Regions from separate parts of the Mus musculus genome. Here regions 1, 2, 3 and 4 are each linked to region 5. The links are chromatin contacts, called in public Hi-C, HiChIP or PLAC-seq and promoter capture Hi-C maps. All regions are on one chromosome and are shown on one strand. Each heading gives the region's core, a stretch centred on a gene start, on an enhancer-like site or on the middle of the called end of the contact. The rest is flanking DNA. Distances are from core to core; before and after follow the strand shown.

Region 1 (5,836 bases), core at 2,800-5,299, 190 kb after region 5:
CAGAACCACAGTGGTTAATTATGTAGCGAGTGAGGGGCTGGGTGGGAGGGAGGGATCCCCCTAGGAAGGGGAACTAAGATAGACAGAGTCAAATATTAAAGGGGGAAGAAGAAAAAGGCCACAGTTTTAAGTAATGATCTGAAACAGAGAAAAGAAAAAAGAGTTACCCAAGTGTTTTCTTTTTTCCTTTTTCTCTTTGAGATCAGGTATTTCTAGTTAGCCCTAGCTGTTCTGAAACTCACAATGTAAAACAAGCTGCTCTCAAACTTGCACACATGGTGCCACCTGAGTGCTGAGATTAAAGGTGTGTGCCAACATGCCTATAACATTTTGGAACAGTAATGATTATCAGTCTGAGGGAAAAAAAACATTTTATTATTTTTTTTTTCCCAAGACAAGGTTTCCTCTGTAGCCCAGCTATCCTGGAATTAGCTCTATAGACCAGGTTGGCCTCAAACTCACAGAAATCTGCCTGCCTCTGTGACTCAAGTGCAGGGATTAAAGGTCACCAGGGTCCTGCAACAACAATCCTTTCAAAACACAAATGGCTACTGACTTATTAGAAACAGCAGAGAGAAAGGGACAGAGAGATAGAGATAGGGAAGAGGGGAGGAAGAGATGTGTTTATGGAACTTAAAAAACAAAACTTTTAGTTCAAAATACTATATCCAGTGAAACTATAGTTCCAAAATAAAAGAAAGTGCAATTTCAGATACATGAAGATGAAGACAGTGTGCACCACAGCCCTGGGCTATGAGAAGCCCTGGCATATTTACACGGAAGGGAAATGAGGTCAAGATGGGGACTTGGACCTGGGGAATCTTCTGGAAGGGAGCAAGTAAGTGGCTACGGAAATGAAAACTGTGTGAATATAAAACAATCCTTACATGGGTGCATGTGTGTGGAGTCTACGAAATTTTAACAGGCATTTTATTATTTTAAAAACCACGTAACATGCTCTTTCATACACTGGTGGAAAGGCACTGGTACAGTCTAATAGCCGCCTACAATGCTACGCTTATAATTACATCTGATTTAATGACCCTATTCCCGAGTATTTCCTTATAGAAAGTGAAAACATATTCCCATCAAAACTTCAATACTCATATCATCTCCAAACTGGGAATCTGAATGTCCACTCTGCAATGAAAGTACAGTGTACTGTCGCACACCACAGGGCTCCTACAGTGATGAAGGGGAACACACTACTGTCGCACACCACAGGGCTCCTACAGTGGTGGAAGGGAACACACTCCTCACTCCTCTGCTCAACATACAACTCTCCAGAACATGTATGAGAACAAAAAGTCATATTCTAAAGGCCATATTTCACATCACAAGACACCTGGATAGCGCTCTGATCCTGAGCCGCTCTGATGCACATTCCAGAGAAGGCTATCAGTCAGAAAGGAGAACAATATTTACTCCAGGGTTAGGATAGGAAGACAGGACTCATTGGCTATACACAGACAAGAGGGAGTTTGTGGATGACAGAAGCCTTTGGTATCAGGACAAACATATACAGTTGTCAGAACTCCTTAAACTCTGTATTTAAAGTGCACTAAAGTGACTGCATGTACAGCTATGGAGGGCTAGGGAAGTAGCTCAGCTAGAAGTGTCCGTTCGTCACCTAGTATGGACAAGCCCTGAGTTTGAGTCTTATGAACTGGGTGTGGTACTGCACATCCATGATCCCAGCATTTGGGAGGGGAAAGCCAGAGGATCAGAAGTTCAAGGTCATCTGCGGCTACAGAGCAAGCCTGAGGTTACCTGGGGCGCATGGGACCTGTCTCAAGTCATCAGACAAAGTAAATGAAAGGCCTACCCTTCAGGGGATTCACAGTTTACACAGGTGGACAGACAGAAACAAACTACAAACACGTGAGATCAAATGTTTAACAGAATGCTGTATGTGGGGAAAGGATTACATTTGTCTTAGAGAATCAAAGTCGCTTGGAGGAGAGATGACATTTAGACTGGCTCTTGAAAGCTAAAGCACATTTGAGTGATAGAGATATATCTGCAAAGCCACCAATGTACAGAAGAGCCTGGCGTACGTAGGAGGTGGGGGTGCCAGGTGACAGGGAGCCCGGTTTACAGAGTAAATGTCAGGAAACAGTGGAAAGTAGTAGATGACTTTTACCGAGAGAGAGAATCCAGATGTCTTTGTAATGAATGAGTGTGGGGAGGTTTTCTACCCTCCTTTAAAGCAATATTTCTCTAAAATGTTTGGTAAACAATGAAGAAGATAAATTTTAGTTTCAGGATGCTGAGACCAGAGAAATGTTTAATACCGCTCCAACGGAAAAGAAAGATATGGGCGTTTAAGGGAATGCAAAGGCAAGAATAGATCCAAGATACCTCTGAGATTAAAATGAGAAAATCGTCAATAGAATATATGTTGGCAACTTAGCAACGACATGTAGCGAACTATGATTAAAACAGCACAAATATAAAAAATAAAGTGTATTCTCCTGACACTAAAGAACTATAATCATTTAAAATATCAAAACTGAGTGTTTTTCTCCTGTTGAAATAAATGAAAATATATCTGTTTTGAAGATGTTTTCAGATTTCACTCAAAATGTTCATTTTTGAAACACATATAAATTAAGACATTTAATGCATACACTGTGGTGGACAGTGCATAGAGTTCAGCACAAAATGTTACTCCCAATATTATTATTATTTTTTTTTTCTTCGAGACAGGGTTTCTCTGTGTAGCCCTGGCTGTCCTGAAACTCACTCTGTAGACCAGGCTGGCCTCAAACTCAGAAATCCGCCTGCCTCTGCTTCCCAAGTGCTGGGATTAAAGGCGTGGGCCACCACTGCCCGGGCTTATCCCCTCATTCTTACCACCTAGGAGCCACCCATACTTACGCAGAGTATAGAAGGGAAACCCTGCGGCTTTTATCTGGATTATTCACGACAAACCTTAACACAAGGAAAGGAAGGCATATATCCCACTGAGGAATTTTTATATTTAGATAAAACCTGGTAATAAGTGTAAAGCTATCCCTCTTTGCTTCTATTATGTAAAAGAAAGGCTGTTGGGGATAACCACACTATGACGCAGAGCCAGCCAGTCCCTAGCACCCCCTGCACCTTCTGCAGCACAAGGAGGGTCCTACTCAGGCTATGACTTTCCATAGCTGTCCCTGCTTGCTCAGGACCTCGGAAGACTCTCATGTCTCCAGGTTGTCTAGGCTCTGTCTCATGCGCATGCGCCTGGGCGCACCGCCATCCCTGCATTCATTTTGTTCTCCACGCTCCTCCCTGCCCCACAAACTCTGCTCTTACCAACTCGGGCCTACATTAAACAATATACTTACCACATGGAAATGGAAATCAAGACAATATTCTGTAAGTCTCTGTATACATCTAAATATATTAGAAAGCAATCTCAATAGGAGTAAATAGATTATTTTTCTAAAATATAGATATTCATTACTAGTAGTTAATAAGAAACTCTGAATGGTCACCCACCCCTAATTAAAACTATACCCTGGCCTTGTATAAAGAAATGTAGGTACTTTTCTAATGTAATTTTATTTGAAGCATATTGCAAAAAGTTGCTACAAGGACAGACAGGCATGGTGCCAAAACTGCCTCTGAACCTCCAGTGCTAATCCTAAAGTGTGCTGTGTTCCCAAGGCATCTGTCTCATGGTCCCATGGTTGGATCTGTAATTCTAAATGTGTGCAGGTGTGAAACTACCTCAGCAAATACCATCAATGTAACTGCTATACTGCTAATAATTATGGAAACAAACTTTCCTTTAGCAATGCACTGAAGATTGCAGTTTGCTTACAGAGGAAGTCAGGTGAAAGGTATTGCTAGGAAAGGAACTTAGAAGCCTCTGTCAGGGGTCAAGGATAAGAGGGCGGCAGGCAACCTACAACTCAACTGTAGAATGGCTCTAGGGTTTTGGGGGTTGTGTGACTTTCCCAAGGAAATGAGAACCTTTTAGAACTCATACCTCCCCCATGTTACACAGCATAGGAATGTGACTACAGCCCTAAAGCCTACAGGGGTCAAGGTTCAAAAAAGAAGCAAGAGACTTCCAGTAATTAGTTCCTAATGATATATACCACACCCTCTCCGCACACAGCCAAGCCTCTAAACCATTAATGAAATCAAAGGACAGACATCAAAAGAGCTCCCTCTCTCTAGCAGACTTCTAATTACCACCAGTTCACCACTGCCTCGGGGGAAATGGTCTCCACTCTCCCAAAAGTTACAGGAACACTTGACTAACTTGATACTTTAGAAGAGCAAGGAGTGAAGGTCCTGGTCTGGAACCCGACTGGATTTGAATGGCTGAAGCTTTATTTAGTTACGTTACTGTTGCTCTCCCCTCACCTAGCATCTTAGAAAAGGCGGCAGGGGTGGGGGGAGCACATCTTGATTGAAGTTGTGTAATGATAAATCGATAACTCTAGAGGCATCTGGCACTGTTCCTAGACACAAGGCAATGTGCTGAATACACTAGAGCTCTAGGAATACAAGAGTGATGCGCTGTCTGTCCCTCCTGAGCCCACGAAAGCGCACCACTAACAGTCTGCCTCTGGCTACAGCAGTCAGCAGAGACATTCTGCCTCAGGCCTGCCATTGAATCCTCTCCCTCCCACCTCCATCCCTCCCTCCCTCCCCACCTCCATCCTTCCCTCCCTCTCCACCTCCATCCTTCCCTCCCTCCCCACCTCCATCCCTCCCTCCCTCCATCCTTCCCTCCCTCCCCACCTCCCTCCCTCCCTCCCTCCCCACCTCCATCCCTCCCTCCCTACATCTATCACCCCTTCCTTTACTTTATTTTCCAATGACAATATTAAATTATACTCTGGGAAGAAGAAAATCAAGCACATGACAATTTAATTATCTTTTAAAATGGTAGGGACACTAGACATGTTTACACATACGAAGTGAAATTATAGCCAAACCGACACACTTTCTACATGTTATTTCCTGTCCTGGAAAACAATAAAAAGAACATATGAAGTCTATTTGATGTTTAAATGTTCATAATTGAACCTTCAAATTCTACATTTGAAACACTTAAAAACTCTGGTAACTTCAGTTTCTGCTCCAAACTTTGTCTCTGTATCTTCCTCCCATGGGTACTTTGACACGCCCCCCCCCCCCCCCCCCTTCTAAGGAACAAAGTATCCACACTGTGGTGTTCCTTCTTCTTGAGCTCCATGTGGTCTGTGAATTGTAAAGTTTGGAGCAGAAACTGAAGGAAATGTTATCCAGTGACTGTCTCACCTGGGGATCCATCCCATATACAGCTACCAAATCCAGACATTATTGTGGATGCCAACAAGTGCTTGCTGACAGGAGCCTGATATAGCTGTCTCCTGAGAGACTCTGCCAGTGCCTGACAAACAGAGAAGTGGAGGCTCACAGTCATCCATTGGACTGAGCACAGGGTCCCCAATGGAGGAGTTAGAGAATGGACCCAAGGAGCTAAAGGGGTTTGCAGCCCCATGGGAAAAACAACAATATTAACTAACCAGTACCCCCAGAGCTCCCAGGGGCTAAACCACCCACCAAAGAGTACACAAGGAGGGACTCAAGGCTTCAACCGCATTTGTAGCAGAGGATGGCCTTGTGGGACATCAATGAGAGGAGAGGCCCTTGGTCCTGTGAAGGCTCAATGTCCCACTATAGGGGAATGCCAGGGCCAGGAAGCAGGAGTGGGAGGGTTGGTGAGCAGGGGAAGAGGGAATCGGAGAGGGGAGTTTCAAAGGGGAAATGAGGAAAGGGGATAAAATTTGAAATGTAAATAAAGGAAATATCTAATTTTTAAAAATGAGAAAAAAAAAAAAAAAACCAA
Region 2 (5,770 bases), core at 2,408-4,907, 130 kb after region 5:
CAAGTTAAAAATGCATATGCAAAGACACTGACATACTCTGACTAATAAGAAAAGTACTAAAGAAAGAACAGTCGTGTGCAATCATGGTGGGTGTTTCTCTATTTAAATATTCAAGAGAAGAGAACAGCCTTTAAACATCTTTTTTTTTTTTTTTTTTTTTTTTTACCAGTACTGGAGCGTTCAGGCTTCACACATACTAAGCACGAGTTCTACCCCTGAGCTGTAACCTTAGTCCCATTTTCTCTCTGCCACCTCTCAAACCATTGTGGCGACATAACTTCTAGACAACAGAAATCTCATGTTGTGTCTGAAGATACGGCTCCTGGATTAACCCCACCATACTTCATTTTGCTATTTCACGCTAGTCTGCCTACACCAGTGGTTCCAATGGATCTTCGGAGTAAAACATTTCTTTTCTTTTTCAATCATTCACTTCATCTTCTTAGACCTTGGGACTCCTAAATACTCTTAGTTCCCCCTTCATGTATCAATGCCTACTAACACAGTACGGCAAATGAAATCAGAAGGCACAATTTAGGTGAAACATTATCAGGCTTGGGGAAGAGGGATATTCTATTTCTCTCTTCCTCACCTGTGAACAAACACATCGACGCTCATTCCCTCTGCAACTCATCTTGGTGTGCCGACAAGCAGCTCTCCTAAGGAAGCGGAACACTGGCACGGGGCTTTTAACTTTCTTCACTATGAGGCCCTGCTCCTCTTACTTGTTCCTTCTGTGTGTACACACCCCAGCCCTGCCATCTCTCAGCACATATGTCTTCAGCGTTATCAGCATCCCTCATCGCCAGTGATGTGCAGAAACCAGACTGAGATTGAAGGCCTGAGAATGAAGCCCAGCTCTGCTCCATCAGGATGCAAATTTACCCTCCATTTTTTTTTGTTTGTTTGATTTGGCTTGGTTTCTGGTTTTTGTTTTGTTACTGTTGTTATTTTATTTTTTTAAATCTGGATACAGATGAAGAATTCAAATAGATGATTTCCAAGAACCTCCCAACTCTTTAACTTTATAATATTCCTCCCAAATGGAAAAGTCTTTCAAGAGTTATTGTCCCATTCCTCTGTCTCATATTTGCATTCATAGTACAAATAATAGGTACTCAGCAGGCATTTATTAAATTGGGACTACTATTGCCTCCTGCACAAATATCAGTAACGTTACATTGTTACCCATTAGTGAAATGGAGACTGGATTCTTCTTGATCCCAGGTGGCAGGAGACAGGCAACAGTGAAAGACCATACCCTATAGAAGGGGTCTAATGAACATGTCCATACTACTTGTGGGGGTCTGAGGATCACAAGACATTCTCATGTCAGAGGTCTGGGTCCTTAGAAAGTAGGAGAACCTGAAGGAGATGGGGGAGATTAGGAGTGGATTTCTCTCTATGAATCTTCACGTCATCAAGAATATTTTTTCGTGGTGGCGCACGCCTTTAATCCTAGCACTTGGGAGGCAGAGGCAGGCAGATTTCTGAGTTCGAGGCCAGCCTGGTCTACAGAGTGAGTTCCAGGACAGCCAGGGCTACACAGAGAAACCCTGTCTCGAAAAACCTAAAAAAAAAAAAAAAAAAAAAAAAGAATATTTTTTATTTATTAGGTATTTTCTTCATTTACATTTCCAACGCTATTCCAAAAGTTCCCCATATCCTCCCTCCTCCACTCCCCTACCCACCCACTCCCACTTCTTGGCCCTGGTGTTCCCCTGTACTGAGGCATATAAAGTTTGCAAGACCAAGGGTCCTCTCTTCCCAATGATGTCCGACTAGGCCATCTTCTGCTACATATGCACCTAGAGACACGAGCTCCGGGGGGTACTGGTTAGTTCATATTGTTGTTCCACCTATAGGGTTGCAGACCCCTTCAGCTCCTTGGGTGCTTTCTCTAGCTCCTCAATTGGGGGCCCTGTGTTCCATCCAATAGCTGACTGTGAGCATCTACTTATGTGTTTGCTAGGCCCCAGCATAGAGACAGCTATATCAGGGTCCTTTCAGCAAAATCTTGCTAGTGTATTCAATGGTGTCAGTGTTTGGAGGCTAATTATGGGATGGATCCCTGGGTATGGCAGTCTCTAGATGGTCCATCCTTTTGTCTCAGCTCCAAACTTTGTCTTCTATGGGTGTTTTGTTCCCAATTCTAAGAAGGGACAAAGTGTCCACACTTTGGTCTTCGTTCTTCTTGAGTTTCATGTGTCTAACAGAACTTTACATGGAAAAAAATGAGGACGATGTGAGCAGCTTATAATAGCTTGCTAAGACTGATGAATACAGGTGAGTGTAAGAAAATAATTTTTGGAAGTCTTTGTAATTCTGTGGAGCATCTGAGGGCACACCAACTGGCAAATAGAATTTGAACAAAATTTACCCGAAACTTCAAAAGCTCAGGATCCCCCTTACTGGCATTGATTGGTTATTTATTGGTTACCTATTTCTCTGTTGGTAGCCAGGACTCAGGTACATCCCTCATCTAATAAAAGATAAACACGATGAGTTATAAAGAGTTAATGTGTTAACGGTAAGATAAAAGGTTTTAAATTTTTTCCCTTTTTTTGTTTATCTCTAAGCCAACACCCAGTAAATTGGAAGTATTTCCTTTACAACAGATCGTAACATAGGTCTTGAGAGAGCTTCTCTCTACATGAAGGTAATTTGCCTTAATGAGTTCAGTACGGAAAGTATTTGCCTTTATACCTACACAAAGTACTAACTACTGTAAACGAGAAAATTAAAGATAAAAAAGTAACAGGACTGTCAGATCTCTAATTTATAAAAATCCAACACATCAATAGCATCTAAACCAAATGTGTCAATAAAAGTTTAAAAATAGCATTGTTTTGAGTCAGAGATGGAGCGGGTTAAGGTAATCAACCCACCTCGTAAACGAGCACTTTTGAACGTACTTAGCTAGTTCACTAAGATGGAACGAGCCCTGTAGCAATAGCGATGAGCTCCTCTTGTCCCAGGAGCCACTTTCCATAACATCTAAGCCCATCATCTCAGGATGTGCTCAACTTACCAGTAACATCATCAAGCGAGAACCCCACCCACACGGTGTAGGAAGTGGCAAGCCAGAAAGTTAAAGAGAAATGAGGCTGCACTCAGAGTAGCTTCAAAGGGTACCTCTTGCCTCCAAATAAACACTTTATAGGGTTTCCCACTGAATATAAAAGAAGCATATTTTGTCCTAGGAGATAAAGCAATATAGAAAAGATATGCTGATGTCCCTTCTTATGAGAACACAAAGTCCTACACAGAGGATCCCACCCTTACGATGTCATATAATGCCATCAACAAAAAGGTTCTTTTGCCAAACAGTACAGTTAGTGGCATTAGATGTTAACTCTTCAAATAACAAGTCCACAACACTTTCCTATTAAAGTCTAGTAGATATTTAAGCCCATTTATTATCCATGTGAGATTAGTCCCAGAATCTCAGTGACATTAAAATAGTCACATGCTCAAGTTCCTTATTTAATTGGATCTGTATACAGCCTATGCATACCTGTCCATATGCTTCATATCCCTGGAGTGCCTGAAACACCTAATACAGCGTGATTAGCAACAGGAACAGATGTGTAGCACCCCCACCTTGTTACTGTTACACCAGAGGAGGATGCAGCAACTGCTGCAGCTGCACCGGTCACTGTCACCTTATACAGAGCCACAAGACAGAGGCACAGCAGCTGTCTGATGCTCCCGTGCCACCTCAGGGGTGTAGCCACTGAGGCTGGCACCATCTGTAGCCAGTGGCACACAGAGTAGCCTTCTGTTCACAGTGCATGCCCAGCGGGTCATCTTTCCAAAGAAATTTGATGAACAGTAAATTAGCCCAATGAAATAAATGGATATAGTTTTACCAACAGAAATGACATCAATAAAAATGTATTTGTTCATCAGATGGCCCAGAGAATGACCCCAAAGAAGTACCTTCATGGTATAGGAGCTAGAAAAGGCTGAGGCTCGGTGTTCAGTGAAGGAGAAAGGGTGAGGTAACAACCCATATCACAGGCCCTAATGATTCCAGTTCACAGAAGTAACTACACAGTCAACTGTAGCCACTAGGAATGCCTCTTGCTCTTGAGGACCACTTACCAGGAGATGACCAGAATAGTGCAAGGAAGAAGAGGGTATTGGAGAGCTTCCTTGAGGCAAGGTACAACAAAGCCAGCCCTATTGTTTTTGGATTTTTTGAGACAGGGCCTTGTTATGTAATTCAGCCTGGCCTCTAATGCTCGATCCTCTTGCTCTACACTCCCAAAGCTATGATAGCAGATTGGCATGTGATACCACACCTGACTTCATGCATACCTGTCAAGTTCATGCAATACCAAGTCAAGGTTCCTACCCAATGGCATATGGGAACCCTCCCAGGGTTTTCAAACCTGCCTGTGCAGGGGGAAATGATGGCAGGCACCAAAAGTGAGGCAGAATTTGTGGGGCTACAGGATCACGATGCCATCAGTCCTCCTCACCAAAGAAGCCTAGAAAGAGTGATCATGAAAGGACACGGGAAGTCAAGATGAGACGCAAGGTCAGCAGTCACGTCAAAGCCAGTACCCATCATTGCAGCCTCATCTCACACACAGTTGCCTAGGGAAATCCAACCACAAGCGCCAAAGAGAAATGCAGATCCATAGGCTGAGAAAGCCACCGTCCCTAGGAGAGGCTGAGCAGGATGGGTCTTAGTAAAGGAAGCTACAGACTCTATGATCATCCACCTTAGTGATTGAGCAAGGAGGCAGTTCCAGCAATAAGAAATAAACAATGGTCCAGGGAACTGGCTCAATGAGCTGCCAAGTCTGACAAGTTCAATTCCTTGGACCCATGTGGTGGAAGGAGAGAGCCAGTAGTTGTTCCCTGGTCTCTACAAGCATTCAATGCCCTACCCCCAACACACATACACACACCTACACCCACACCCAAACAGACACACACACACACATGTTGAAATCTAAATTTAGCATGTATCTATACATGTTTTCAAGAATCGTCCCACACCTCTCACCTCTCATGGTTACAGCATGAGAGCATCTCTAAGCAACTTTCATTTTTATATTTCATTTGTATATGGTTCATTGTATTTTATAATGAGCTTCAGTCAATAGCTAGAAAAGCATGGAGCGTTAGGTACTTTTTCTGCTTTCTGCAAAATTACTTCATTCAAATTTAAGTTCCTATATAATGTTCTATATGATTAACAATATAGCATATATAAAGCAATTATTTATCCCTCACATTCATGCTATTTATAAACCATTCTTTTAATTAAAGGGGTCTTTTTTCCATACATTTTGATCATGTTTTTTCTGCGCCCCAGTTCCTCCGGTCCTCCTTACTGCTCTACACACTCAACTCTATGTTCCTTCTCCCTCTCTCTTTAAAACAAATAAAACACAAGAAACATATTAGAGATTATACTTTATAGTCATCCATTTAACTTAATTTTTGCTGAGCCTTTTCAGTTGATTAGTTACAAACAATAGCCATCTTTTGTGGGGCAAGTCAACCATGCCACCAGACAGAAGACCTGGTAAGGTTGAGTGAGCCCAAACCCAGTGAATCTCAGAATTGAGAATGGTGGGAGTAGGGCCATCTTCTTGCCTAACTGTATCTGGTATAGAACACATAAACATTGCATCCCACTGCGAGGCCCACAACAGTCAGTCACATAGGGAAAACACCTGAAGTCCTTCCCCACGCAAATAGAGCATCATTAGCATCTCAAAGTGAACCAATGGGAAGGATCTGTCCCTGG
Region 3 (5,995 bases), core at 1,823-4,322, 180 kb before region 5:
TGTGTTTACTCAAAGAAGTAAGCTAAGCTGCAGAAGAGCTCTGTCAAAAATCAACATCCTGGGCTCATAGTTCAAGAAAAAGCTTCTAAAATTGCGTTGACCCACAGGTAGCCTTGGTGCTTTGCAAAAGACACAAAAAACACACTGTGGACTTTTTTGCTTTATTTTGCTTTGTTTGGCTTTTTTTTTTTTTAAATCGGTCTGTTGCTTGTGTGTTTTGTTTTGTGTTTTTGTGTTTTGGGAGGGTATTTTGTTTGGTGTTTGGTTTTGTATTAAAATTCTTTCAAAACAAAAAAGACAACAAACAACAACTCAAACTCAGCTAAAAAAAATATTGGGGGGTGGGCTATGAGGAAGGATGGACTAACAAAGCCTTTAGAGACCTCTGTATTCAGACTGGTACCTCTTTCAGATCTCTAACCCCAGTTATTTGTGCTGGTTGCCCCACAAGTCCTCCAGACCTTAAACTTCATATGGAAAGTGCATCTGAGGCCAGGCCTGAGCTTCCTTCCATTGTAGCCTTTTCCCTCAATCTCAGCTACCATGGTTCAGAAGAGGTGAGGCAGTGACTCAGAGACTGGCTTCTTCACACTACTTTGGTGATACATCTCAAAGTATATGGTTTAAGGAACCTTTCTACTACTAAGAAAACATCTATGCTGTATTCATAAAACCAGCCTTAACACCAAGTCATGATCCTGAAATACACACAACTCTTATTTTATTAATGTCAAACAAATAATATAATTATGTCACTTCCTCTTTCCAAACCTTCCCATAAACTGATCCTTACTCTCTTTCAAATTCATGATCTCTCTTCTCATTAATTGCTGCAAAACAAACATATAAGTGACATTATGTGGACTAATCATGTTGTATTTATGCACTTAGGAATGTGTGTGTGTGTGTGTGTGTGTGTGTGTGTGTGTGTGCATAAACTGTTTCTTTTAATGTCTACCTTATGATATCAAAGAACTATTCCAAATTTACCAGACTCAGGCTTCTCAGAATTTCCCTATGTCCAAAGTTTGCTTCTCACACAGAGCTATGCACCGTCACCCTAATTGAACTTAACTTTGGTGTTAAAGCCACAAAATTATGAAACTTCAAATAATTTGCAGACTAGGTATCTTGTCAAGGTTGTGACTCCCTTAAGCTGGTCTACCTTCTAATGCTTTCTGGTGAACTACATCTTTGTGTCCTTTGCTCCTCTTTCAAATGAAAGAGGTGACTTCTGCCAGAAGTATATAATGTGGGAACTATAAGATATCAGAACATGAAGGAAATATCAGTGGTTTCAATGTATTGATGAGACAACTAAGGGCCATGGTTAGCACAGCTCTGTGATGCTATACAGCTCCCGGATCTTAGTTCACTGCACATCCCTAGTTAGAAATGTCCACTGTGATGGCAACAAGCCAAACCAAAGTGCCATTTAATTTCTGACTGACCAGTGACAGAAAATGGTAGATATCTGCACTGCCAAGTGAAAGATGAAGAGCCTATAACTACATTGGGCACATAACTCTTAATGGAGATAATTTTATTAATGTATTTCAATTACTTTTTCCGAAAACTTACCATATGCCTTTATGATATTAAGATAATAATAACATTGAAAATACCAACCCCTCTCTTTAGATAGAAGGCAAGTGTCGAGAACTGGGGGAAAGCATCAGCCAGATGAAAATCACATTGAGCTGTATTAGTAGAGAGACAAGGTTAATTAACAAAGCATGTTTCAACAATAAATAACAATAAAAGAAATGGTCTGCTGCCTTGTGGCATAAGACATCCCACCCATAACTCAAAGCACTAAGAATTAAAATTCAATCCATTGAATTGTTGGTATAGAAGTTAAAAGTTACAAAATACTTAAAAAGAGGTCACTATATAATGGTCATAATTTTTAAAATGGTATCCCTTTCTATGCAAATAATTGAAGCAAGTAAGCACCACATTTCTTAGGCATTCATTCGATGTCTCTGCTGAATAATAATGCTGAGACTCCCACACAGTGTAACGCTTCAGGAAGACTTCACTCCACAGACCGTGGTTTATTATATTCACAGAAAATACTGGCGTGGATGAAGTGCTGACCTCCCTAAGAATTGCATAGTGAGGGCACCCCAACTTTTAGGGCTCTAGTATAACTGATCATTTATATTCACAAAACTCACATGTTGAAATACTAAAACTACATTACTAATACCATTATGGTATTAGGAGAGATCTTTGAAGAGCAATTAGGTCAAAGGAGTAAAGAGTTTGTGAATGTAGCTCCCTCATTACAGGGTCTATAAGGCTGGGGCTTATAGCTTAATGGTAGGCCATTCATGTACAAGCCCCTAGTCTCAGGCTCAAGAAACAGAAAACAAACATGTAAGTGAAATTTCAAACTGACAACTAGCACCTTTTACCAAGTGAGACTCAGATCCAAGATACAGACTTTCATGGGCTACTAAGCCTGCCAGCACACTGCTTTCTAGCCTGCAGAACAGGATGAAATGAATTTCTCTTGTTTAGAATCTTCTGTTTATAGTATTATTATGTGGCATTCCAAGTGGAGTTTAACAAGCTCCAGCTTTAGAATGAACCAATAAATGAGTTCTTAATACGCAGTGAGCCACTGCAGAACAGCACAGGTCAATACCCAAGGATAGGTCCCAAATGAAGCCAGCTCTGAAATGAACTCCCATCTACACCAGACGCAAGAGGAAACAAGGCTAACCCATTGTTCACCCCTGTAAACACCAGAGCATGGACAAAGCTGTCTCCTCATAACTGCCTCTGGTCTCCCCCATCCTCCTCCAAGGAGCTCCCCTAATGATTCTCTTTTTCTCATTTTCTAAAAATTTCTATCAAAGTAAAATGAGTGGAGGTGGGGGGTTCTTTCTATCTAATGCCCAACAATAAGCATATTCTCTAATTATTGCTGATGAATTAATTACTTATTGAGTACACTCTCTTGACTGATCTGATGAATTAAAAGGCAATAAAGCCCTTTGGACTGTGGTTAATTATAACCCAGATCTGGTATTAGGTAGAGCTTGGTATAACTCCTGGACCTATCACTTATTAAATGTGTAACCCTAGCTATTGGTTAACCTTTGTGTGGTGAAACTGTAGCATGGTAGAATAGCTAAGTTGGAAATAAGCTTCCACGAATTCTTTCAACTTGGGCTTGCTTGGGCAAAGAGAAATGGCCTTGCAGGGCAGCACTTCAATGAGTAAATTTCATGGTCTGAACCTGAAAGAGGCAGGTCTATACTCCTATAGATCATGCCCATTCCCAGCTTACTGACTCACATCATGGAGTATGGCAGCATTCAGATCTCCAAGTTATCAAGGTCCTCCCTCAACACCCCAAATATAGGTGAGGTGGCCATGCACCTAGTGAAGTGACAATCCCTGAAGCTGGAGGAAGATAGAACTATGAACTGTCCTTATGATCTCTGTTGTGTTCTCAGGGCACCAAGTCTATCCTTTAGAATCCCTCTTCCATAGCTGTCTTTTCTTTCTGACTACCTTCTCTGCTTAGAACAGAATCAACATCAGATACTGAAAAGCTGCTTTCTGTTAGGAACTCACTTGAACAAAGTTTGTGATTCTGTGCCATTCTGTGATTCTCCTTCTCTGATCTAATGTAGATCAATCTTATCATCTAAAATATTTATAAGGAAACAGTAACATTATTTTCTCAAAGTTCTGATGGTAAAATGAGTTAACATATTTGGATTATTTATTTGATGCCTGGTACATACTTTTTCAATAGATAATTTATATTAAAATGTTCTTCTTTAGCTAGGCATGGCAATACACACCTTTAATCCAGCACTTGGAGGTGGAGGAAGGCAGAATTTGGTGAGTTTGAGACCAAGCTATTGCTAGGGGTGGCCTGTGCTGCCACCTGAGGCCATGATGGTGTCCAAGGTCCTGGCTTCCTCCAAGGGCCTTGTCTGGGCCTGAGGTCTTACTGCAGCCAGGGCCAGTGTTTCAGGTTTACACTTTTGCCAGAAGCCATGGGTAAGTCTGTGATCTGTCTGCTCCCACTGACTGTAACGAGCAAGGACGCTGCTTTTGCAATGATATCAATGATTGCAGACACCCAGTTGAGAAAGAGGGACATGGAAGGATTATGTGACAACCCCTTCTCCTTTAAGAAGAAACAGTCCGAACAGGAAGCCATCAAGAGAACTCTTTAAAATTTCAATAAGGGTGCTGATGTGTAGTTCCTCACAATTGATGGTTTTTGTTAAAGATGTGGGTAGGGAAGGACTCAGTTTTTGTTAAGGGTCAGGGCACTGAAAGTTCAACCATGCTCCAGTGAATATACAGATAACAAAAATTGGATTTCTTTTCTATTTTTTTTAATTTTAATTCTATTTTTTATTTGGAGGGTCACAAGAGTAATGGGTTAAAATGTAAGAACTAGGAAAAGGGTGTGATCATGGTACACAATGTGAAAGTCCCAAAAATTATTAGGCTTTGATAGTTTCTATCTGGACAGTATCCCAATATCACTAATGTTAGATAACCATCAAAATTACACCTTAAGAACAGAATAAACAATAAAGTCTATTAATCTGTTCATGCCTCAAACAGACAAATTTCCTGTTGTTAAAGGAAGGATATGCCTTCTCAGTAAAACACAATGATAGGCCTTGACACCACATACTTAAAACCCCAGAACTTGAGAGGCTGAGGCAATAGGATTATACATTCAAAGTTACTCTGGGCTATAGTTTAAGGACAGCCTGGAGTATGTAAATATACCCTATTATCCAAAAGACATCAAAATACCAATGTCTTATACAATTAGATTGACTGAACATATAACATTGCAACTAAGTGCTATCTATTGAACATGAATACTTAAATGGAATACAGTAATGCTTGATGGAGTCTATAGAATAGTGATGTGCCATACACCCCTAAAAATTACAGACTATAGCCAATTCACTTGGTTTCCCTCCAAAATTTGGCAGCTAGACCCCATTGTTGAAGACATTGCATACTTGAGTAGTAGAAACAAGAAAATCAAGCTGGCACTGACCTGACCTGGAAGCTTCATCCCTATTGGCTATATTTCATTGTGCTGGAAGTTGCTATGCATGGCCTCAGAAGAAAAAGTAATGGTCAGTTATACCCAGCTGTGAACCCTGTGAACTACAGTGATTACTGGCCTGGCAAGACATGGCAACTGGTGGCATAATGCCACTAACATCATGGGAGCAACCAACAACCCTATGGTTAGATTTATGTCCCACTCCTCAAAACAAAACCCATACCTGGCACCATTATTGAGTGAAAAACCAATGGCTAGAAAGAACAGAGGCTCTAACAGGGAAACTACTGTTATTACTCTACTAAAGGGACATAGTATTAAACTGACTCCTGATGACTTATAATTTTACACATAGATCAGTGCAGCTCTCAACCCTCATTAGAGAATCTTCCTTTGTAGTAGATGGTGGCTAAAAGAAATCCCACAACCAGATAAAGTACAAGGAAGAAGAGAACTTCAGAATGTTCAGTCTAAAGGGAACAGAGCACACACACACACTCTCTCTCAAGATTCAGAGATTATTGTATAAAACTGAATGGGAACTCACCACAGTTGTGACATTAGGCATAAAAACTATGCAAGCCCAAGCCAGACCAAATCCCAGTGTGGAAAGTATAGTTTGACACATAGTCCCAAGCCTAGCTGTAGGAACATTGGCAATTGTTAGCTGCTAACCAGGGAGAGAAACGGTTTGCTTTGAGAATAAGCCCTGGTAAGTAAACCATGCTCCAATGGAATGCTCCACATTCCAGAATATTTGTGGAGTGCAAATTGGTCTTTTGTGGTATGATTTAACAAGGGGTGGGTAGAGAAGATGTGTTGGAACTGCAGAGAATCAAGAAAGGTCAGTGGATATGATCTAGATGTTGAATGTAACTATGAAGAAACTAATAACTTTAAAATATTGATAGTCTCTACAGAGCAAAA
Region 4 (5,704 bases), core at 236-2,735, 150 kb after region 5:
TCAGTGGTTAAGAGCGCCGACTGCTCTTCCGAAGATCCCGAGTTCAAATCCCAGCAACCACATGGTGGCTCACAACCATCTGTAACGAAATCTGATGCCCTCTTCTGGAGTGTCTGAAAACAGCTACAGTGTACTTACATATAATAAATAAATTTAAAAATATATTAGAGCCAACAAATACCCTAAGGGAGAAACCATGTGGACTCTACTTGCAAGCTTCTGCAGAGAATGAAATTATTCAACATCCAAAGATAACTTGGCTGTGGTGCAAACTGACTTGGAATTGCCATTTCTTTGTAGTTCCTGGACTCACTTGCTTCTGAGGTCCACCACGGTTCCTGTCCTTTTGGGTTTCTATGACATTCTACACCCTTACAGTGAGTTTTCCTTTCTTCTTAAATTACCTGGGTCACCCTAAAGGAAACTACTTAATACCTTCAATGCAATACAATAGTCTCCAAGAAACGTTCTTATTTTCACTTTATTGACAAGGAAATAGAAAATCTATACAAGCATGTAAATAAGGCAAATTAAAATCCATGTCTATATGACTGATAGTTTGTGCTTCTCAACTACAAGAATGGCTTAGAGCCAAACTTTCCACGCATGCAGCAGTCTGGGAAAGCCATACTAAACTCAGTACAGCACACTGCAAACTGTGATTTTTCCAACATTATTACTATCTTGTTAGAACTTAGATTGGTAACACTCTCTTACTGGTGACAGGCATCAAGCGTTTTTATTTTCAGTCTGAGACCTGAACCTTCCTGCTCTCTGGCCGACTCGGCATCTTTTCAAAAACCCCAAGTCTAATGGCTTCTGCAGACCTTACTCATTTCTAGCTTGTTAGACTCATCTCTTCCCAAGGACAAATTCAGAGCTTTCTGAGCCATTCTCTATGCATGATTTACCATCCCCGGACCATCTATATTGTTCATCTCGATGGACCGTTTCCCAGCAGAAACTGACCGGACTTTTCTCTTCCTAACCCAGAGCAAGCCCAGAGTAGCACGTGGGACTCCCCAGTTGCTCAATTTGAGCAGTCAGCATTTAGCCTTCCTTTACTGAGGAAGCAAGCTGTCTAAAGGGATCCAGTTGTCATATCTAAGCGCCCCTGGCTTTACATTGGGATGTGACACCTTTCCACTGTATTCCACCGTGTAGCTACTTGACCTACGTGTATCTCTACCTGGGCCACTCTGACTCCATGGTCATGTGCACAGCTTAGGTTAAGATGCTTGTAATCCCAGCAGAGACCTATCTCTCTTTATGTAAACCACACTAATTTTGGTAATTGGTTATATATTTATAACAATATATTATTGACAATAACTTGTAAAACAACAACAACAACAACAACAAAACAAACAAAACCACATCTGAATGCCTACCATTTTGACAAGCCACCTGCCCTGTTGTTTGTGGTCCTTTGTGCTGTGTGTACACTCTTTTACCTGGGTTACTCATGACAGGAAGCACAGCTTTCTGTACTGCCAATTCTTTTCATTATAATTCATGTGGCCAAGTCTAGGTTTCATGGTAACCTTTGATGTCTCCATTGACTTCTGATTCTGATAACCATCTTCTGGAGAAAAGGCCAACAAGCGTTGGCCTCTTGCAAACTCAAGAGTGGTGGTTCCCAAAACAGAACCAGCTGTGGGGACCTAACATGTATCCATTGCTTTCTTGATAGAAATTCAGACCAAAAGATGAGGGGGAACCTTCTTCATGAATAGCATCCAGAAGCCACAGAAAGCTCCGTTGAGAATCACTGATGTGCCTTTGCATGCTGGAGACAGTCCAGGCCATAGATGGACAGGCAGCACATGTTGAAACAAGTGGTATCTTTGGCTGCTCAGAGTTCTATGTCTTCATCTTTTCAACAAATGGGTCTGCAGAAGGATCTAGGTACTACTTTCTCTTGTCTTGAGACTCAGGAGAAATCCACGTCTTTCTGGCCCCGCCCATCTTGTGGTTCTCTCAGATGGTTGGTCTTTGGTGCTCCTGGACCCAGGCATTTATCTCAACGGCAATCTAAGCCCTGAGAAATGTAAATCTGGGGAACCAGAAACCTACTATTTATTCTTAAAATACTTATACATACTTTTTGACACAAATGTTTGTTTTCTTACAAAATACAAGTGTATTTTCTTATAAAAGTCAAGTACAAGTACACAGACCTTCAGAATAAGACAAGCGGAAGGTTTTGGGTGGGGATGGTATGTGGGGGTGGGTGGGTAAGGGATAAGAGGCACCCAGGGCCTCATCTTCTCCCTTTAGCCTTTCTAAATCAAGTTGTAGTGCATAAAAAGCCATGCAGTATTCTACATTACCTCTGACTTCTCTAAAGTCACAATGAATCCACTCACCTCTTTAGAATATGTCTCGCTGGGGCGGTGGTGGCGCACGCCTTTAATCCCAGCACTTGGGAGGCAGAGACAGGTGGATTTCTGAGTTCGAGGCCAGCCTGGTCTACAAAGTGAGTTCCAGGACAGCCAAGACTATACAGAGAAACCCTGTCTCGAAAAACCAAAAAAAAAAAAAAAAAAAAAAAAGAATATGTCTCAATTCTCAAAAAAAGCCCTTTTTTGATGGACCATCCTCTGGGCTTCCTTCATCCTAAGCTGGGCCCTTTTCCTGTGGGAAGTCCTTCTGGAACAGCGTGAAGGACCCATTTGCTTGCTCTTTTCTTTCTTCCTTTTTTTTTTTTTAAGATTTATTTTTTTTATTTTATGTATGTGAGTACACTGTAGCTGTACAGATAGTTGTGAGCCTTCATGTGGTTGTTGGGAATTGAATTTTTAGAACCTCTGTTCGCTCTGGTCAACCCTGCTCCCTCCAGTCGTCCCTGCTTGCTCTGGCCCAGAGATTTGTTTATTATTATACACAAATACACTGTAGCTGTCTTCAGATGCACCAGAAGAGGGTGTCAGATCTCATCACGGGTGGTTCAACACAACGAGGTTGCTGGGATTTGAACTCAGGACCTTTGGAAGAGCAGTCAGTGTTCTTACACACTGAGCCATCTCGCCAGCTCCCCTCTGCTTTTTCTAATGATCACATGATTTGTTGCTCAGCTGTGTGGCTGAGATCCAGTGTCAACTGGCCACAGGATGCCACACTCAGCTGTTTCCGGACCGTGTCCTAAGCTGAAGACTAAGGGAATGTTTCAGTTTGTCGCCTTGCCATGAACAGATTAGAGCATTAAGAACCATAACTACCATAGGTTTAATAGAATCATCACCTTTACCCAGCAGGTACTGACCGAGTATGGGCAGAGGTAACAAGTGTGGCAGCCTTCACTAGGAGGGAAGACTGTACGCCAGGCTTCAATGAAGCAGTACGGATTGCAGTATAATTAGTCCATTGAGGATGGACTAGACAGTTAACCCCTCCCCCTCCAATCACTAAAGTCTCCTGAACTCAGTCTCCTTGACCGAGCTGGGCAGCTCTCTCTTTGCCCCTCCCGACTCCTGCTTGAGAGTCACTGACACCAGATCCTCCCGTGTCTGCCTGTTCTCGTCACAGATGCCACTTCTCCTCCACAGGACAGTCCCACTAGCCAAGCACCTACAGGCCCTGTGTGTGACTTCTTGGTATTTCTTGGGACTTTGTTTTTCTGTATGTTTCTTTTTTCTTTGAATTAATCTTCTTGAGTTTCCCTTTTGTTTCCTTGGTACTGAGAGGGGTCAGACACTGAGCAGGGCTGTGACCATATAAGGGAAGCTCTTTACCACCGAGTCACACCTTGAGCCCTTAATTCTAAGTATGATAACCTACCAAAGGCTAGCCTCTCGAAGCACAAGTGACTTCCCCCCAAGATCTCTCCCCACCCCAGCCATCCATTACCATGAGCCCCTCAGTTCCATATGGGCAGGGCATCAGGAGCTCCGAATCTTGATGCTGGAATTTTTACTCATCTTGCATAGATCTTGTGCCAGTAACCCACAGCTGCTATGAGTTCATGTGGGTAACAGCCATTGTCATGTCCAGAGGACAGCCTTTTACAACACCTCCCTATGCTCTGGCTTTTACACTCCTATCCCCAAGGAATACCACCTTAGGCCATCCAGATATGCATGCACACATATAAGTTATCAAGCATGATCATGAGAGTCTGATGGTCCTTCTAGGGAGGTGAAAAAGATGAGAGTCAAATGGCATTTGACTCTCCTTTCTCCTTTCTCCAAAAAGCAGTAGTCTAATGTGAAAACTCATTTTAAAGTCAAATACTTTGCCTGTTTATTAGTACCAGTAAATTCCTTGCTAGGTTTACGTCAATAATTCAACCGAAGGCCAACTCCAAACACCTGTATGCTCTCAGTGATAAATTGTAAAAGGCATTCATGGAATGGCCAAGTGGTCAGCGGGAATGAATCTGCCATAGAGTTAACCTCAGTTCCAGCTCCCACATCCCTGTTTTCTCTGGAACTCTCTCACTTTAAATTTTTCATTCAACGTAGTCTAGGAAGAAAGTACTAAGGAATGACAAGCTAATCTGTTGTATACCATGGGGAAATAGCCACACAAACAGATGCTAAAATACTGACTTTTTTTTTTAATGTTCCTCCTTTTGCTTAAAGTAACAACACACTTTAAGGTCACTGCATCTCTGGGTCAACACCCACCTTCATTGTTCCATGTAAGTATTAGGAAAAAGAGAGACATAGATGTGCATACGTCAATTTCCTCTTCCAACATAGGGTCCTGGGAGCGAAGGCAAGCAGTCCTCAGCTGAGTGAAGGGCCTGTTACCAGACTAAGACAAACCAAACCAAACTAAACCAAACCAAACCCAACCCAACCCAACCCAACCCAACCCAACCCAACCCAACCCAACCCAGTGTATTCTCTTTGTCACAAGTTACTGAACCAATCATAACTAGTATCTTCTCCATGAAAATGTTAAGGCATACATAATACCGTTGGATTTACATTCAATCTCTAAACTCATAATCACAATTGCAGGACATACTACACATTGGTCCACAGTAAACGATTTTTGAATGAGAGCCTGCCAAGAAATTCTTCTCACAGAAAGGAGTCTGCACATGAAGAATGTCACTTGGTTCTAAAGCTATCAATGTTTTAAATAGATTTCAGTAGGGCAGAACCTAGTAACAAGAAATAAAAAATGATAAATGGTGTGCATCTTGATCTCCTGCTGCAGTTCAAGCAGGCATTAAGCTTATAGTCCTTCTGTCTCAGCCTCTGGAGTAGCTGAGAGTATAGACCAGTACCTCCATGCCCGGCTAAAATGCTAGGGAGTCTTGAGTGGTCTGGAACTTGCTGCATATACAAGCTTGTGGTGACTCCCTCATCTTTGTCTTTAGAGTGACAGAGTTACATGCATCTGGTACCACACACAACATTTTATTTTCTCCCTAAATAAAGTCTCAATGTGTTGCCCAAGCTAGCTATCAAGGGCCTTCGGAACAATTTCTGGATAGGAACTTTAGGTACATAACATTGAATCTGCCATCACGCCATCTTCTGCATACACACAGAACAAAGGAGGTGAAGCATGGAGGCAAGAATAATCAGAAACAGGAAGCCACATTTGGGGTTGAACACCCTGTTTCAAGACAGTTCTATCATTGGCTCTCTGCAACCAACCTTTGTGCATGCTTGTGTATGCTCTCCATACAAAGCAAAATTCCTGGCTGTTTAAACAAGTTCCCTATCCCAAGTCCTCTTTCAGATTT
Region 5 (6,171 bases), core at 161-2,660:
CCTACTGCCTCAGACTTCTAAATGCTGTGATTGCAGGTCTGCTCTTTCTTTTCAAAATTTATGTGGTGTGTGTGTGTGTGTGTGTGTGTGTGTGTGTGAGAGAGAGAGAGAGAGAGAGAGAGAGAGAGAGAGAGTTAGAGAGAGAGTTAGTTGGTTCCAGGCCTCATTTCTAAAGAACACCCACCCACACACACACACAAAGAAAGGGTGCATTACAGACAATATAATAGTGTTAAAGTAGACTTAAGGTTGCTGTGAACGCAACCGATCCCACAGAAGAGGTTCCCAGATTACCTATTAAAACGTAACATTCAGTGACTGAAAACTTGAAGACAGGAGGAGGGTGGGTGGATGTGTGAGCACAAATTTCCTAAACTACTGTCTCATGATTCCTATGAATTTGCCTCGATCTCATCTTCAAAAGTTAATAATTACCAAAAGGAACATTTAAAATGTAAGTTTAAAAAACGGAAGTGCCAGCAGAAGAGCTGGTGCGCACAAGCCTTGAACTTCAGGGAAAACTGAGCGCTCTCTGCTTGTTCGGAATTCAGCTTCCCACAAGGCGGTTTCTTCATTACTTTACCGTACGGAGTGGAAATTTGTGCAAAATAGAGGAACTTACGGGGGCGCCTTGAACATTAGAAACTGCTGGCTTAATTCTTTCGAGTGACAAGCAGGGGCTCGGTGACACCGCTCCTCTGGGCTCTGCGAGACAGCACCCCCTGCGCGGCCCACGTGGCCAAAGTAAACAGAAGGTGGGCCTGGGCGGGGAGAGCCCCGGCGCCGCCGGATTGCTGCAGAGTGGAGACTTTAGCGCCCAGGCCCCTCTAGCTCTCCCGGCACGGCCTTTGGGGAAATGGGGAGCGGCTTGGCTGGGCGACAGGGAAGGGGGTGGCAGGGTGTGGGGGCGAGTGGGGAGACGACTGGTGAGGTGCTGGCAGCGGGAGCGCGGGGAGCCAGGGGCCCCTGGAGCGCGCAGGAGGGCGCAGAGTTTCCAAGTGCCTACGCGGCCCCCGCGGGAGACAGAGGCGCGGAGGCCGCCCACGCGTGGGTGTGCGGCCGGCGGCACCCGGGGCTCAGGAAAGGCCGGGGAGGAGCCGAGCAGAGGAGGTCCCCTAGCCCCCCGCGAGGGAGTGAGCGCGCAGCCGGGACTCGCCGCGCCCCCGCGAGGGAGCGAGCGCACGGCCCCGGGTCCCGCCGCGTCCCCGCGAGGGAGCGAACGCACGGCCCCGGGTCCCGCCGCGCCTCCGCGAGGGAGCGAGCACACGGCCCCGGGTCCCGCCGCGTCCCCGCGAGGGAGCGAGCGCACGGCCCCGGGTCCCGCCGCGCCTCCGCGAGGGAGCGAGCGCACGGCCCGCTCCCGCGCTCGCGCCCGCTCCGCTCGCATGCCAGTCACGTCCGCCCCCTCGGCGGCCGCCTGAGAGCCGGCCCCGCCGAGCCTAGAGAACAGACGTCAAACTGCCTTATGAATATTGATGCGGAGGCGAGGCTGCTTTCGTAGAGGAGCAGAAGGAAGCAAGATGGCTGCCCTGTAGGATTTGTTAGAAAGGAGACCCGGCTGCGACGGCGGTGGACTGCGAGGCTGAGGGACCAGAACCAGGTCAGAGCGCTGAGGTCCGCGCCTGTCTCTCTCTCTCTCTCTTTCTTTCCTCGCTCTTGACGGCTGCGGAATGGTCCCTTTCCAATCTCCCTCTCTTTCTCTCGGCCTTGCGGGGACTGTCATGTCACCCACAAATACTAAGAGGGAAGAGGGAAGCCTCACAAATTACAGGAGCTTCTTCAACATGGCTGACAAATATAGTTTTAATTCAGCACCCCCTTCTCCTGCGACCTGCACTTCTGTGGTCCCTTCTTCCTGCTAATGCGTGTCTCCCCTCTGTACCCAGAAAACTTACCTTTGTACCTCCCACCAGCCGCTCTTCTGGCCTTTTAGTCTCAGGAAAGTGAGTGTTTTCTTGGGGCTGCCTTCCTGAAAGAGTTCATCTTTGGGGACCACCACTTTCTCTTTTGATCCTCCTCTCCCCTGTTCTTAGTATAAGTCCAGGGAGCCCCTAGTTCATCCTCAGACACCCCGGAAAGAACACTGACCCGGTGTGTTTGACTCTTTTATCTCCAGTAGTGCTTGTTTGGGTCCTGTTCTGGGTTTGTGTCTCTGGCTTCCAACACGTTTGTCCCCTCGTGGACTACACTAGACAGATGTCACAGTGTGTAGATTCAGGATCCACTACGTGGAGGGCTTTTTTTTTTTTTTCCATTCTTTCTTTTTTTCTCTTGAGTCCTCGCGTTTTGTTATTGGCGCTAAGTGAGAGGGGAAAGAATAGTTTCTCTGCTCCCTGAAACAAGACCAGAACCCACTTTTCTCAAGGTTCACAAGCTCAGAGTGGGCTGTGCCTTCCAGTTTGGGAAATGTGTGTAAGAGAATCTGTGCAAATCTGTGTGTTGGCTTTGTGCTGCCCCCGAATCAGCTCGTTCTGTTCCCCTTAAGTGACAGGCACACACAAAGGCAGGCGCAGGCCGGGGGAGGGGGCGGGCGAAGCGTTTGGAGTTGGAGAAGGCAAGGTCAGGGGCGCCCGAAGAAATGAAACCCAATCCCAGAGAAGATCTCTAACAAGTCCCATCCCAAATTTCCTTCACTCTGGCACTCACTCTTTTATTTGGTCGTTCACAAACACCCCTCCTCACTCTTCACTCAGAGCTTGACTCTCTTCCCTAGACCTGCTTGCTAACTGTTAGAAAGCTTATAGGGTTTCTTCTATGGAGAGTTTTCTACGTTTGGCGAAACCAAGTGAGGCCTGGCCAGACTCTTGAGAAGGTCCTGTTAAAAGACATGATACTTGCTTGTTAATGGCTTAATTGATAGATTTTGTTTGCTTTGAGCAATTTTTGGAATAGAATTAGGTTTGTTTGTTTGTTTGTTTTGTTGTTTTTCCCAAGTTGTTTGCTTAAAATTTAGCAAAATGTTGTGGTGTTTGTCTATCTGGGGAGCAGAATAAATCTGTAGATTTAAAAATCACAAGTCACATACTGTACTTTGCTCTAATTAGGATTATAATGCTAAAATTCATACTCAGAATTCATCAGCAAAGAACCATCATAAGGATAAGATTACATGTACGGGAAGTTGGGATTCACAGAGAAAATATATTGGTTTGGTTTAAGACTGTGGGTATTGTAGCCTAGCTAATGAAATCATTACATTTGCATTTTAATGGAAAGTTGAAATACTGAAGAGGAGTTGCATTCTTCTCCATGTCTGTATGTGTGTTTTATAATGTGTTTTGAGTACAATATAAATTACAACATAATAAATATTATTTTTAAAAATTTTATTAAGCAGAACAGTGTTTGTGAAAGATTGGGGCTTAAACTTAAGATCAGTATGGGTTGATCTGATTACAGGGTAGAGGGAAAGGCATGTCACTGCATAAATCAAGTTTCCAAACCCTTAGGAGTTCACTTTACAAGTCTTTCTGATTTGGTTCTCAGAAATGAGAACTGTGGCTAAGTTTGCTTAAGGCTGGGTACTAGGGACTCATTCACATGACCAGAGGGTAAAACATTACTCATCCCTGAACAGAGCAGTTCATTGGCTCTGACTTGCCCTGAAGTGGTAGAGGAAACAGAGCTTTTTTTCCCCCCTCCCATAAATGTCTATTGTTGGTTGAGAAAACTGTGGTCAACTATTCCAGCAATCTAGAATTAAAAATAAGTAATTTGTTTCACTAGTAGACCAGTGTGTCATGACTTCTTTGTGGGGAACTTTTCAGATTCATGATATGCCCTCAAACTACACAAAAGTGTTTTCCATTCCAATCAATAAGAATGCTTAAGTTGGCTTATTTTTTATGTTATCATAGAGGCCTACTCTTTCTTGCAGTGAAGTTTGATTCTTATTGCTTGGTGCATTTTAGTTTTGTGCTGAAAACAGCTGTAATATTACTTTAAGGGTCTCAGGGAAATTTTGTACATCATTGAACACTCTGAATAAAAAGAAACACTTTCTCATTTCTTAGAGAAATTATTTAAACAAACATGGGATGGGGAGTCTACAGTAGCCTTTCATTTACTATGTGTGTTAAAGTTCCACCTAAGTATTCCAAAAGTTCTTAAGAGTTGTTTTAGTTGATTTTACTTCAGAAAAAAACTATTAAAACAGTAACAAGATTGGTACCTTTAAAAGATACATTGTTTCCTCAGCACTTGGGGAAACAGAGTCAGGCGAATTTCTGAGTCCCAGGCCAGCCTGGTTTAAAAAGTGAGTTCCAGGACAGCCAGGGCTATACAGAGAAACCCTGTCTCGAAAAACCAAAAAAAAAAAAAAAAAAAAAGATACATTGTTTCATCTCATCACATCTTGAACAAATGCAGAAATAAGTTGGACCCAGGCTTTGATTTATTTACACTCTCTTACTTGTCAAGTATTCTTTAAGGCTTTCACTAGATTTACTGTTTAAGTCTGTTCTGGGAACCAGGGTGATGGTGTAGTTTTCATGTGGTGACATATGCCCTGCATACTGGCATCACCAACACTTCTCCTGCAATGTGCACACCTGCTTTGGACTCTTTAGGGTGACTTCCACAGTCCTCATTGGCTGCTGGGTTTGTGTTTCTTTTTGGTTTCATTTGTTGAAGCTAGAAATTCCATATCAATTTCTCTAGCTCCACCCAGACCCTGTTGCAAACCAAGTGCCAATATTTCCTTGTTTGCTGGCCTCATTTGGAAACCTTTCTTAAGAATCACTGATATATCTGAAAGAAACTCTATTTTCCATCATTACCCAAGCAAATTAGTCAATTTAGAAATAAAATTGTCATCACATAAAATGTTCTAGAAATGTCTGAGCTCAAGTCTGTCATCTTAGAACTTGGCAAGCTGAGACAGGAAGATTGCTTTAAAAAAATTAGAGCTAACTTGGGCAATGAGACACCTCAAACAAACAAACAAACAAACAAACAAACAAGGAGATGATGTGAAATGCCAGTATTTTAGGCTACCTGGTATTTTATACTAGATCTGATTTTATGCTGCCATCACTCCTAATTTTTCAATTATTTTAAAAAAGATTTGTTTTCTGCGTATGAGTGTTTGCTTGCATACGTATGTGTACTGCACACACACCTGGTACCTCTGGAATCCAGAAGAGGATGTTGATTCCCCTGGATCTGGGGTCAGGTAGTTGTTAGTGGCACATGGGTACTGCTTGAAGCCCAGATCCTCTGCCAAGAGCAGTGAGAGTGCCTAACTGCTGAGCCATCTCTCCATCCTCAAACTTCATAATCTTACATGGCTTAGTACTTGAAGACTTAATATAATTGTTTCTTGAATGGGATACTATTGATTCATTAAAATTATGCTTTCTCAAAGAAGACGCTGCCATTGAATAGCAATTCCTAGGAGCAGCAACAGACCAAAGCCAGCAGCAGGAAAATGTCTTGTAAGCCAGCTTTACAGTTGGAGCCTTAACTGTGGGAGAGTCCAGTTGCCAAGCAGAGCTGGTGGTTATCTTGGAAACTGTGCTGGAGAACACAGCCACAGTGATTTTTGCCAAACACGCAGTATTTACTTGGGTCTAGTGCTCTGGTTTTTATTACAGTTTACTGCCAAAACTAAGTGACTACTGTGACATTATTGAATGAGGTTGTACAGTGCATCTGTTGGTGTGTGTAGGGTCTGGCAGGGGAGGAGGCGCAGCCAGAGCACGTGTATCACTGTGACCATCAGCAGAGCACGTGTATCACTGTGACCATCAGCAGGAAGACTTGTGTGCACTTGGTTCTTGCTTGTTTCCAAGTGTATTCTGACTATAATAGGGACATTGCAGAAAATTCCGGGCTTAAGATAGATGTATCATCCTTCTCAACAGAATTCATCTTGAGTTGCCATTTCCGATGTAGCAAATTCTCAGTTTTGACTTTCTCCACTTGTTATAAAGAGTATTTAAGGGGTTGGAAAGAAGGCTCAGCAGTTAAGAATACTTTGCTCAATCATAAGGATGGGAGTTTGAATCCTACTACCTATACCGAGTGGCTTACAAACACTTATTAACTACAAGTCCAAGGATTCCAACACCCTACTTCAACCTCTGCAGACAGCTGAATCATAGGCTGGATGTTGGGAGTGTATGGCTTTGATCCCAGCATTCAGAAGGCAGAGGCTGGCAGATCTTTGCA

What was found. Promoter capture Hi-C pulls out the DNA fragments that hold promoters and counts their contacts. Hi-C and Micro-C count contacts between places; a contact is called where the count stands out from the background. HiChIP or PLAC-seq counts read pairs in DNA pulled down with a chosen protein or histone mark.
Region 1: a contact with region 5 is called in an H3K27ac HiChIP or PLAC-seq map of embryonic stem cells, with 10 read pairs. The contact joins the enhancer-like site here to the promoter of Tet2 in region 5. A contact is called at or near these places in 9 of 39 promoter capture datasets (the 3T3-L1 cell line, the HPC-7 cell line, embryonic stem cells and 4 more), 7 of 484 Hi-C or Micro-C datasets (the G1E-ER4 cell line, LSK cells, the N1E-115 cell line and 4 more), 6 of 115 datasets of contacts at active chromatin or transcription factors (embryonic limb bud and embryonic stem cells) and 4 of 9 other capture datasets (adipose tissue, embryonic stem cells, liver and 1 more).
Region 2: a contact with region 5 is called in a Hi-C map of Th1 cells, with 1.8 times the contacts expected there. The contact joins the enhancer-like site here to the promoter of Tet2 in region 5. A contact is called at or near these places in 1 of 15 datasets of contacts at CTCF or cohesin (CD8 T cells), 8 of 484 Hi-C or Micro-C datasets (CD8 T cells, the G1E-ER4 cell line, Th1 cells and 3 more), 4 of 115 datasets of contacts at active chromatin or transcription factors (CD8 T cells, embryonic stem cells and memory CD8 T cells) and 1 of 9 other capture datasets (adipose tissue).
Region 3: a contact with region 5 is called in a promoter capture Hi-C map of liver. The contact joins the enhancer-like site here to the promoter of Tet2 in region 5. A contact is called at or near these places in 5 of 39 promoter capture datasets (the C10 cell line, hippocampal neurons, liver and 1 more), 1 of 484 Hi-C or Micro-C datasets (nephron progenitors), 2 of 115 datasets of contacts at active chromatin or transcription factors (bone marrow-derived macrophages and kidney) and 2 of 9 other capture datasets (adipose tissue and pancreatic islet).
Region 4: a BATF HiChIP or PLAC-seq map of CD8 T cells shows a contact between it and region 5, with 6 read pairs. The contact joins the enhancer-like site here to the promoter of Tet2 in region 5. A contact is called at or near these places in 2 of 39 promoter capture datasets (liver and stem cell-derived epiblast-like cells), 4 of 115 datasets of contacts at active chromatin or transcription factors (CD8 T cells, embryonic stem cells and memory CD8 T cells) and 2 of 9 other capture datasets (liver and pancreatic islet).

The regions. Positions count from the first base shown.
Region 1 is chr3:133,355,989-133,361,824 of GRCm38.p6, reverse strand. All of the region lies in intron 7 of Ppa2 (pyrophosphatase (inorganic) 2), which reads right to left. Among named protein-coding and RNA genes, the nearest start is that of Ppa2, 49 kb to the right of the region's middle. Within about 2 kb of position 4,049, at least 12 of the 459 cell types and tissues checked have an H3K27ac peak or open chromatin away from gene starts, as enhancers often do. A contact at or near this core is called in embryonic limb bud and embryonic stem cells, where this site is marked.
Region 2 is chr3:133,409,253-133,415,022 of GRCm38.p6, reverse strand. No RefSeq gene overlaps it. Among named protein-coding and RNA genes, the nearest start is that of Ppa2, 100 kb to the right of the region's middle. Within about 2 kb of position 3,657, at least 15 of the 459 cell types and tissues checked have an H3K27ac peak or open chromatin away from gene starts, as enhancers often do. A contact at or near this core is called in CD8 T cells, Th1 cells and memory CD8 T cells, where this site is marked.
Region 3 is chr3:133,719,833-133,725,827 of GRCm38.p6, reverse strand. No RefSeq gene overlaps it. Among named protein-coding and RNA genes, the nearest start is that of Gm40153, 59 kb to the right of the region's middle. Within about 2 kb of position 3,072, at least 5 of the 459 cell types and tissues checked have an H3K27ac peak or open chromatin away from gene starts, as enhancers often do. A contact at or near this core is called in kidney and liver, where this site is marked.
Region 4 is chr3:133,385,217-133,390,920 of GRCm38.p6, reverse strand. No RefSeq gene overlaps it. Among named protein-coding and RNA genes, the nearest start is that of Ppa2, 78 kb to the right of the region's middle. Within about 2 kb of position 1,485, at least 7 of the 459 cell types and tissues checked have an H3K27ac peak or open chromatin away from gene starts, as enhancers often do. A contact at or near this core is called in CD8 T cells, where this site is marked.
Region 5 is chr3:133,539,629-133,545,799 of GRCm38.p6, reverse strand. It overlaps Tet2 (tet methylcytosine dioxygenase 2), which reads left to right and starts at 1,410. Exons shown (of 11, transcript NM_001040400.2): 1 at 1,410-1,600.